Regions from separate parts of the Triticum aestivum genome. Here region 1 is linked to region 2. The links are chromatin contacts, called in public Hi-C maps. All regions are on one chromosome and are shown on one strand. Each heading gives the region's core, a stretch centred on a gene start, on an enhancer-like site or on the middle of the called end of the contact. The rest is flanking DNA. Distances are from core to core; before and after follow the strand shown.

The links. A called contact is a pair of places that touch in the nucleus more often than the background predicts.
Region 1: a contact with region 2 is called in a Hi-C map of leaf, with 3 times the contacts expected there. The contact joins the enhancer-like site here to the promoter of LOC123090825 in region 2. A contact is called at or near these places in 2 of 5 Hi-C or Micro-C datasets (both in leaf) and 1 of 1 datasets of contacts at active chromatin or transcription factors (leaf).

What each region holds. Positions count from the first base shown.
Region 1 is chr4B:34,257,727-34,263,247 of IWGSC CS RefSeq v2.1, forward strand. It overlaps LOC123090826 (outer envelope protein 64, chloroplastic), which reads right to left. Exons shown (of 14, transcript XM_044512169.1): 9 at 5,191-5,391; 10 at 4,415-4,542; 11 at 4,208-4,259; 12 at 3,844-3,913; 13 at 3,682-3,760; 14 at 3,321-3,590. The coding sequence ends at 3,584. Among protein-coding and RNA genes, the nearest start is that of LOC123090826, 12 kb to the right of the region's middle. Within about 2 kb of position 2,250, at least 6 of the 8 cell types and tissues checked have an H3K27ac peak or open chromatin away from gene starts, as enhancers often do. A contact at or near this core is called in leaf, where this site is marked.
Region 2 is chr4B:33,612,275-33,618,204 of IWGSC CS RefSeq v2.1, forward strand. LOC123090825 (DELLA protein RHT-1-like) reads left to right here and starts at 2,084. Exons shown (of 1, transcript XM_044512168.1): 1 at 2,084-4,628. The coding sequence starts at 2,275. The coding sequence ends at 4,140.

The DNA.
Region 1 (5,521 bases), core at 1,000-3,499, 650 kb after region 2:
GCCGTTGCGCCGGCCGCACGATCGCCTCCCCGCCTCCCTCCGCCCGGCTAGTCTTCGCCGCCCGCCGAGCTCCTTTTGGCCGGCCTCCGACCTCTCATTTCTTATCACCGCCGCCGTCCGGAGCCGACCGCAGCCGTCCGCAGCCGCCAATCCAACTGGCGGCCATCTTCTTCCACCGCGCGCACAAGGTGTTCGACGGAATTCCCCAAGGTAAAAATGACAAAACTTGATGATTTAACTTGGGATTGGATAGTATGTTTGACGGTAGTTGTGTGCATTGTAGATGAGCTCGGTTGACTCCTCTTTCGTGGATGATTCATCGTCGGACGAGGAATTTGATTTGCATGAAGAAGAGGAGATTGCTATGCTAGTGGCCATGCACAAGAGGAAGAAACCGAAGCACGGTGGTTCCGTTTATGGTCGTGCGTTCATTCGGAGAGAACGGATTGATGCGCTCAAACGGTTGGTGCGCAACTACTTTGCATCGTCACCTGTTTTTCCGGAGAATTACTTTCGACGCCGTTTCAGAATGTCGAAAGACTTGTTCTTTCGCATTTGCAATGAAGTGAAGCAGCATAACCCAGTGTTTGAGCATAGAAGGAACTGTGCCGGGTTGCTTGGCCATAGCATTGAGCAGAAGGTCACTGCCGCTTTGCGCATCATGGCATATGGTGTTCCGGCAGATTACATTGATGATAACTTGGCGATGGCAGAGAGCACTTTTATCTTCTATGTCAAGCAATTTGCAATAACTATGGTAGAAGTGTTCGGTCCACAGTATTTGAGAGCACCCGATGCTCAGGACACTCAGAGGCTTTTGGAGATGAACAAAGCTCGATGGTTTCCAGGTATGCTCGGGTCTGTGGATTGCATGCATTGGAAATAGAAGAACTGTCCAAAAGCATGGCATGGAAAATTCAAGGGTCGTGGGAAGGATGCCACTTGCATTCTTGAGGCAGTTGCTGATTATGAAACATGGATTTGGCATGCATATTTTGGTATGCCCGGTTCTTGCAACGACATTAACGTGCTCGACCGGTCACCTCTCTTTGCCAACTTAGCAAATGGAGAAGCACCACCGGTGACCTTCGAAGCAAATGGCCGCACCTACAACTATGGGTACTATCTTGCAGATGGGATCTACCCGAGGTGGAGTACATTCGTCAAGCCGGTTGCAAAATCTGAAGGTAAGAAAGAACCTGTCTTTCATAATGCACAAGCGGCGGCTAGAAAAGATGTTGAGAGGGCATTTGGGATTTTGCAATCCCAATTTGCTATTGTGCGAGGACCATCTAGATTTCGGGATCAAAAGATCCTTTGGTACATCATGACCGCTTGCGTGATCATGCATAACATAATCATTGAGAACGAGCATGGAAAACATTTACATTGCAACTTCTATCACTTGATGGGCATTCCTATTAACCCCATGCGAAAAGAACAGCGCATCAAACGTTTCATGAAGGTGTACAGCGAGATTAGAGACAGCGATGTGCATGACCAACTCCAGAAAGATTTGATGGAAGAGCATTGGAAATGGCATGGCGAAAGATCCGCATAGATTTATTATTTGTTTGTTCAAAACTATGTTGTATTGTGCAAAACTATGTTATATTTGTGTTGCATTGCATCTCCTGGATCTGAAGAACTATGCAATAATTTGATATTGTGGATATGATTTTTTTTATGTTATTTTCAAATATCTGCGGCTGGACAGCGGATGAACAGCAGCCGGGCGGCTGTTGGCCGGTTTTGGACCATGCATTTGGACCATCTATTGGAGTTGCTTTTTTGGACCATGAATTTGGACCATCTGTTGGAGTTGGCCTTTTTCGAAGCTCCAAAACGTATTTTTTGACGGTCCAAAATTTACATCTCCGGTTTTGGACCGTCAAAATTTGGATCATCTTTTGGAGATGCTTTTAGAGAGTCTGCTGGTTCCTTGAAAAGAAAATATATATTGGTAGGGCAGGGTCTCGTTCAAGGTTGTTGCACGTACCGGGATTTTATGCAGTACTAGTTCCTTGAAAACGGGCGGATGGGGGCTAAATTCGTAGGTTCATCAGTCTCGCATGATCGCCACGAGTCGCTGGGCGGTCCGCGGCAGCGGCGCGTACGTGGTCACGCCCTACTCATTCTCTCCCCGTCTCGTAACCTCTCGGCGGCTCCGATAAGGTCTGAACTGTGTTGTGGTCACGGCGCAGTTCTGTTCACGCATGGTCCCGATCATGAGCATGAGCATCAATCGGCCGAACAGATAAAAAAAGGGTAGCGCGTCGGGAAAAGGGCCGTACCTAACCACCACACATGCCGCCCCCATGGGCCCTACGCGATCGATCATGCCGTTCGTTCGTTCGCTCGCTCGTTCTTTGATCCGACCGAGGCCGAAACGCGCGAGGGAAAGCGTGCGTGCGCGCCGTAACTTTGCGGCTCCGGCGCCTCTCTCTCTACTTTTTTCTATCCCTGACTGACTGACTGAATGACCCGCTCGTGCAAGGGGCGATGGAAAAGGAGAGCTCTTCCCCTCCGTGGATAGATGCAGTTGGGGATGCTTTTCTTTTTGTAACGTCCTCCAGTGATAACATCTTTTCTCTTCCGGAAAGAAGCAAGTTGGAGATAGCTTTGGCGCCGGCGCCGGCGCCGCACCTTGCCGCGTGTGTCCGTACCAGTCGAAGCACAAGATCAAGCTGTCCTCTTTACCGTTTATTATTGCTACTCGGAGCGTGTGTGAACTGGTATCGATATTGGTTGGCCTGATACGATCATTCCTTAACCGGTGACGGCACCTGAATGGCTGGGAATCATCATGCACTGAGACATCTGGGGGCAGACACCTAAGATGCCAGCTTTCCTTTCCCTGCCAGGTCACTTGATTGCTATTCTGTAACAAACGAGTCAATGACCTAAGGCTCACCTCCTGTACTTGATACAAAAATGACCCAACAGACTAAGCCCAACTTCGCCAGTGAACGCGACGCCCAATTATTAGAACAGGAATTCGCCTCAGACCCACTTGCATAGTTGCATCTTGCATGTCCATGCACAATAAGGTCCGGCGGTGAGCAATCCACACCATCATATTAGGCACACATCACTGACGCAGACGCCTTCCAATACATGAAAATTCAGTGAGAGGGACAACCAAACAACCAAACCTAAAGGGAAGGTTGAAATGTCGTCTAAATTCAGTGAGGGCAACATGTAAGCAAAAAGGGTTGTTGCCCAACAGCCTCGGTGAGACTTCACCTGAAGCTGCCGTTTCCCCTGAAAGCCGCATCAGAATAGCAAAAGGATGCATGCGGCATTGCGGAGCACTTTACTGGCAAAATCAAGCTGTTTCAACAAATAATTGTCAAAATCGATATTATACATGACGGGAGCGCATTGGTAGATCACATCTGAGGGGACATTGCTGCTATGATCGACTCTCCAAACCTATGCTTTTTTTACTTTGCTTTATCAAAACTTGGGGGAGAACATGCAAAATGACTCCACGAATGACAACCCCGTTGCCACCAGCAATGACGATTCAATACCCTTGCGAAGCGCAAAGAGCATATGCCGCATCACAGATCCATGGCGCTCAGGCACTTCCATTCCATCCCCAAGACACAGTTGTTTGTGCACAAAATCAGCAGCCATATTTTCAGAAAGAAATAATTCCATGGGCTTGGCACTTACGGGAATAGCTTCTTTAATCTATTAATAGCTACACCAGCCGTCTTGTTCATTGGCTCTAGAACAAGGGCATGGCTAAAATCTGCAAGACACAGTCGACAAGTAAACAATTAGTTTTAAATCCAGATAACTTGAGTATCAAGCAAAGGGAAATGAAAGACAGACCATCGACAGCCTCCTTATAGTATCCAAGCATCTCTCTTGCCGTGCCTCTTCGCAAGTAAGCTTTGACAATCTGAAACGTTACATAAATAACAACTCAACCAATCATGCAAAAACTCACAAACCATCACAGTCGCAACAGATTTAGAACATACTCCCTCCGTCCCAAAATAAGTGTCTCAAGCTTAGTTCAACTTTGTACTAAAGTTAGTACAAAGTTAAGACACTTATTTTGGGACGGAGGAAGTACATTTCTATCTCATTGCCTACACTTACATTTATAAAGTAGAATAATATGTAAACGTGAAGGTATATGTCATATCATGTTTCAAAGTCGAAAGTTGAAACTAAGAAAGCAGATATTAACCTTTGGATCAATATCGATGGCGCTAGTGCAATCTGTCTCAGCTTGGCGATAACTGAAAGGTCCAAAACAAATAATCATGAGTAACCAAAGTGCCAAATAAACACTTGTGCATCCAAGCTCTTCAAAGATAAATGGCAAACAATCATACATGCCAGCTAGTTCTACGATAAATTGGAGACAAAATTACAAGGGGGGAAAAGATCGTACTTAGCTAGTTCGAGAAAAGCCGCAGCCCTGTTACTGTAGTATGTGGCTACTTTGCCATTTAATTTGATTGCTTCAGTATATAAATTTATTGCCTTTTGCCATTGCTTCTCCTTAAATGCACTGTTACCCTGTCAAGTAGCAAGTGATAGAAAAGAACCCCAAGTAAGAACAAAGAAGACAATATAATAAACACTCACAATCCTGTTTGTGCGCGTCCATATACAGAGCAAGTCCATTGATGCAGAGACTAGCACTTCCAATCTATCAAGTACTAGAATGTAACACCCATAAAGTGCAACTCAATTTGTCAAACGCTAAGATGTAACACCCATAAAGTGCAACTCAATTTGTCAAACGCTAAGATGTAACACCCATAAAGTGCAACTCAATTTGTCAAACGCTAAGATGTAACACTTATCAGTTCTTTCTTCCAAGTAGTGAACTACTGTCGCATTGGCATAGTATGGTACCGTACTACTGTAAGATAATACTAGGAAAAAGCAGTGGCTGTGGTTCTTTAAGCAACAACAACAACAACAACAACAAAGCCTTTAGTCCCAAACAAGTTGGGGTAGGCTAGAGGTGAAACCCATAAGATCTCGCAACCAACTCATGGCTCGGGCACATGGATAGCAAGCTTCCACACACCCCTGTCCATAGCTAGCTCTTTGGTGATACTCCAATCCTTTACTAACTCATGGCTGTGGTTCTTTAAGCAAAAGTTCGAAAAACAAAAGCTACTCGTAGATGACCATAATAATAAGATAGGAACTGACTTTCTCTTTAGCAGCTTCAGCAGCTTCTTCACTCATCGCCTCTTTACTTGAGGGATTAGATTTTGCTAGGATCTCAACTTGCTCTTGGATGGTGGCATATATGGCTTGAGTGGTGTCCAGCAAAAAGCGATCACCACCATGCCTCGCAATGAAGGAAACCGAAATAGGACACTTGTCATGTGTACCGATGGGAACAGTAACCTGAAAAGGGCATCAATATTGTTGAATCGATAAAAGGGCAGTAAAGGCTTATTAGGAATGAAAATCCATGCATTGTAGCTAAACCCATGGGTAAATTCATACCCTCACCAACATTTACAAATATGATCAA
Region 2 (5,930 bases), core at 834-3,333:
GCACAACACATATACTCAACAACCTCCCTTTCTTCTTCGAGAACAAATGACTTACAACGACTCTAAGGCCACTTACCAATAGCAAACGTGTCCAAGAAAAATGCATCAACTTATTTATTTCCTTTGTTGTTTGTAGCCGAATTCGAACTGCACATACGTATGAAGATGACCTCAAGGTCCACCGATTTGGTCCATTGATTATATATAGGGCTAATTCCTCCAAAAGGAGGATCGGCTCGCATCACCAAAGTATCCAACGTACTCAGTCACTCAAGCGGATATGCATGAGCCGGCACGACTTGGTCGCGCCGCGCGTACCACACGAGCGGGCGGGTGGGCGTCGCGATTACCCGGTCCGTGCGCTCGTACAGTCACGCACAGGGCGCACCACCGATCTCGAACAATTTTCACTACCCCCTCCACACTTCTTCTGTTGTGGCTGTACGACGGAAATTATCGGCGCGGGCGGTGCACCGTGGACCGATCGGGGGCCCCACCGGTGCAGCAGCTCTGGTCCACGAAGACCCGTGGTATCCCCGCGGTGACCCCCACAGGAAGAAGCACATGGCGCTGCCTCCGCGATAAGGTTTGCTAGGCCTCGTGAACCTACCAGGATCGGCTGCACGAATCGTGAGGCCTGCGTCGGATCCGCCCGCGGCGACCGTCCGTGGCCCACGGCAGCTCAGCCGTCTCTGAAAGAAAGTCTGGTGGCCCACGGCAACTGTAGTACGCGCGCGGGGTGGAAAATGATAATGCGCGCCAGAAGAATAAATAAACAGAAATAAGGATTTTTCTAGCAAGGATAAACAAAAATAAAGTGGGAGTCGGGGTCCAATCCGGTATAGCCCATCCCTGCTCCGTTTTCTGCACCGCCGGGTCCAGTGTGCCGACCTGTGGCTTTTGACAAATGTGTACAGCAAACACACTGACGATCTGCTTAGATCGATCAGTATTAGTGGAGAAGATAAGACAATTATATATGCCATAGTAGTAGTTGTCATATTTAGCTATATATTTTCATTGTTAATTTTAATCATCCCACATATCTAGGAGCATGCAAGCATTAATAGTTATATGTAACACCAAGAGATAGCGTGTCATTTTTAATGACATGTGTGGCATAAGTACATGATCTAAAAGACTTGAGTGGATGATAATTTTTCCTCCAAATAGAATACATTTGTGAGAGGAAAAACGTAAGAGCTCCGATTACATTGATCAATGATATGCATGTGAAAGCAGTCTCCAACAGATTGGAATGACATAGCGCGTATATAACAAGGTATGATCAATGACAAAATAATAGCCATTCTCCAAGATGAATCACATAGCTAACGCGACGAGGAGCATCCCACGGTCATTATCATGTACCCACCGCCAGCTCAAGTGGGTCCTCATGTTTTTTGCTTTCTCTTCTTTGCTTGTTGGATCTAGAGCTTCTTTTGTATTGACTTGAGTTATGAGTGGATATTGATGGTGAACATTGCTGACATGAGATTACCTCTTGTGATTCCCACCGGTTCCCCCCTTATGTTCGTCGTGCTCTTACTCGAATCCACCTCCAATCATGAAGATCGGCCGCCCTATGGCTTGCCCTGTATCAGAACCGTGTGTCGCATTAGCTATGTATACGTGTCACGTGAGGCAAAATCACGCAAGTACTTGAAATGTTGGTTGTTATATCCTTGGTAAATATTCGTGCTGGATTCAATCCTACAAACTAAACGACCAGCACGGAAAAGAATCCCAAGTCTTGGAATCCATTTTGCCATAAGCCACAGGGAGGGCCACACGGCCGCAGCGCACGGAGAGGGAGAGGGAGAGGGAGTCTGACGCAGCAGAGAGCCCCATCACCCGCAGCGTTTTTTTTCTCTAATTTGCGGGGATTTCTGGGGTGGTGGGCTCAGGATTTGTAACTGGATGGCGAAGTTTGTCTGGTGATAAAGACGCGCGCGACGAATCCGTCCATCGATCCAACGCTGTGCGCGTGTTGGCCCGGGCCCCGCCCGCCAGCGACCCACCACTGTGCCCCGCCCAGATGCCTTCCCCCCCCTCCCATCCATCGCCCGATGCCGTCTACAACTACTACGCTGCCGCTCCCTCGCTGCTCTGCTCGCTCTCCTCCCTCCCCACCCCAACCATCCCCGTCTCCTCCTCCTTCCTCCTCTCCCCCGACCCTGGATCCAAATCCCGGCCCGCCCCAGAGCCGGAATCGAGGCAAGCAAAAGCTTGAGATAGATAGAGAGGCGAGGTAGGGAGGCGAGAGGCGAGATCATGAAGCGCGAGTACCAGGACGCCGGAGGGAGCGGCGGTGGCGGGGGAGGCATGGGCTCGTCCGAGGACAAGATGATGGTGTCGGGGTCGGCGGCGGCGGGGGAGGGGGAGGAGGTGGACGAGCTGCTGGCGGCGCTCGGGTACAAGGTGCGGGCGTCCGACATGGCGGACGTGGCGCAGAAGCTGGAGCAGCTGGAGATGGCCATGGGGATGGGCGGCGTGGGCGCCGGCGCCGCGCCCGACGACAGCTTCGCCACCCACCTCGCCACGGACACCGTGCACTACAACCCCACCGACCTCTCCTCCTGGGTCGAGAGCATGCTGTCGGAGCTCAACGCGCCGCCGCCGCCCCTCCCGCCCGCCCCGCAGCTCAACGCCTCCACCTCCTCCACCGTCACCGGCGGCGGGTACTTCGATCTCCCGCCCTCCGTCGACTCCTCCTGCAGCACCTACGCGCTGCGGCCGATCCCGTCCCCGGCCGTCGCGCCGGCCGACCTCTCCGCCGACTCCGTCGTGCGGGATCCCAAGCGGATGCGCACTGGCGGCAGCAGCACCTCGTCGTCATCCTCATCGTCCTCTCTCGGCGGTGGCGGCGCCAGGAGCTCTGTGGTGGAGGCTGCCCCGCCGGTGGCCGCCGCGGCCGGTGCGCCCGCGCTGCCGGTCGTCGTGGTCGACACGCAGGAGGCCGGGATTCGGCTGGTGCACGCGCTGCTGGCGTGCGCAGAGGCCGTGCAGCAGGAGAACTTCTCTGCCGCGGAGGCGCTGGTGAAGCAGATACCCTTGCTGGCCGCGTCCCAGGGCGGCGCCATGCGCAAGGTCGCCGCCTACTTCGGCGAGGCCCTCGCCCGCCGCGTCTTCCGCTTCCGCCCGCAGCCGGACAGCTCCCTCCTCGACGCCGCCTTCGCCGACCTCCTCCACGCGCACTTCTACGAGTCCTGCCCCTACCTCAAGTTCGCCCACTTCACCGCCAACCAGGCCATCCTGGAGGCGTTCGCCGGCTGCCGCCGCGTGCACGTCGTCGACTTCGGCATCAAGCAGGGGATGCAGTGGCCCGCCCTTCTCCAGGCCCTGGCGCTCCGTCCCGGCGGCCCTCCCTCGTTCCGCCTCACCGGCGTCGGCCCCCCGCAGCCGGACGAGACCGACGCCTTGCAGCAGGTGGGCTGGAAGCTCGCCCAGTTCGCGCACACCATCCGCGTCGACTTCCAGTACCGCGGCCTCGTCGCCGCCACGCTCGCGGACCTGGAGCCGTTCATGCTGCAGCCGGAGGGCGAGGAGGACCCGAACGAGGAGCCCGAGGTAATCGCCGTCAACTCGGTCTTCGAGATGCACCGGCTGCTCGCGCAGCCCGGCGCCCTGGAGAAGGTCCTGGGCACCGTGCGCGCCGTGCGGCCGAGGATCGTCACCGTGGTGGAGCAGGAGGCGAACCACAACTCCGGCACATTCCTGGACCGCTTCACCGAGTCCCTGCACTACTACTCCACCATGTTCGATTCTCTGGAGGGCGGCAGCTCCGGCGGCCCATCCGAAGTCTCATCTGGGGCGGCTGCTGCTCCTGCCGCCGCCGGCACGGACCAGGTCATGTCCGAGGTGTACCTCGGCCGGCAGATCTGCAACGTGGTGGCCTGCGAGGGGGCGGAGCGCACAGAGCGGCACGAGACCCTGGGGCAGTGGCGGAACCGCCTCGGCAACGCCGGGTTCGAGACCGTCCACCTGGGCTCCAATGCCTACAAGCAGGCGAGCACGCTGCTGGCGCTCTTCGCAGGCGGCGACGGGTACAAGGTGGAGGAGAAGGAGGGCTGCCTGACGCTGGGGTGGCACACGCGCCCGCTGATCGCCACCTCCGCATGGCGCCTGGCCGCGCCGTGACCGCGAGTTTTGAACGCTGTAAGTACACATCGTGAGCATGGAGGACGACACAACCCCGGCGGCCGCCCCGGCTCTCCGGCGCACGCACGCACGCACGCTCTTGAAGAAGAAGAAGAAGCTAAATGTCATGTCAGTGAACGCTGAATTGCAGCGGCCGGCCACGATCGACCGTCCGGCGTGAAGAGACGGACGACGACGAACTCCGAGCCGACCATCCCACCGGCATGTAGTAATGTAATCCCTTCTTCGTCCCCAGTTCTCCACCGCCTCCATGATCACCCGTAAAACTCCCAAGCCCTACTACTACTACTACTACTACTACTACTACTATCATGTTTAAATGTCTATTATTGCAATGTGTAATTCCTCCAATCGCTCATATCAAAATAAGCGCGGGCCGGACTTTGTTAGCTGCTCCAATGAGAATGAAAATGAATTTTGTACGCAACGCACGTCCGAAACTGAGCCGAGCTCTGTTCTGTTCTTGATGTTCATGGTGTCTTTGGTGATCAACTTAGCTTCCTTTGCCGTGTTTGAGGGCTTGCCGAAGGAAGTTTCCCGATCTAGGAGTTGCTGCAAATGATGCGGCGTGTTGGAAAGATCTCGTGTAGTTTCCCCCTGCGGTGTGTGGTCACCCCGCCGCTGGCTGTTTCCTGATCTAAAAATGAACCTGCACGTTAGTTGGAGAGGGGGGCGCATCAGCATCAGCATCACCACCGATCGGCCAAGGCTTCGGCCCTGCTGCCGGAGCAATCAGTTGATCAAAACCGAATACTGTTTCTGCACAACAGCTTGCCGTCTAAGGGCATGTACAATGGTGGCATATGGATACATATGTCCCATGACAAAAAGTAATTTGAGGCACCTACATTTAGTTTTTCTTCCCAATGCAAGCTATCATTAGTGAGTCTCATTAAGAAATAGAAAATAAAAATTTTAGTACACATGCATCTCTACTTTTCACTTCAATTTTTTCAGCTTTTGTCACCGGACTTCAAGCACCCGCCTCCTGGAGAGGATCCCGCTTTCCTATCCGAATCTACTTTACGTCATATCCGATCCTACATGGCATGTGAGGCATCACCTTGAGGCTATGCATTGTACATGACATGAGTGCCGCACCGCCGTAGCAATCAGCTCGATGATCAAAGCATGTTATAACCCGAGCGCATACGCATTACCGGCGGCGCTGATCGTCGTCGGGGAGCAGTAACTTTTGCGGGATGGGATTGGCGCAGAGGCGGGCGGAGCAGTAACTTTTGCGGGATGGGATTGGCGCAGAGGCGGGCGGAGCAGTGGAAACCTGAGAGGCCACTGCTGGCTGGCGTGGCGCATTGCCACTTCTGTTGGTGATTTCTGCCTCTGCACAGTGACCAGCGTGGCCGGCCGGCCTATCGAAACTCACCGCGCCGCGCGGTAAAATGTTCGTCCGTTGGGCGGGGGCGTGGGGCTGGGCTGCAGCACAGAGAACACTTAACCCGCGTGCATCATCACCGCCAGCCAGCCGGCCAGCCGCGGCGTCCGTGGTGTACCCACGGGAGCTTCTGACAGCAGTAAAAAAAACACAAGGCGGTGTGTGGATGGGCCGTGGAGATCTGGCGTGCGTGGCCGCAAATCTCCCCCGCCGGTGACGTCGGGCCTGCGAGCTTTTTATTTAACCTGGCCTGCCCGAGGCGAGGCCCGGCGGCCAATGGGAGGCCGCGGTAGAAGTTTGGGCGGGGGGAAAGGAAAGGGAAGGAGGTGGGCGGCAGCAACAGCTGTCCAATCGGGATCAGGTGGGCGTGTCAGGG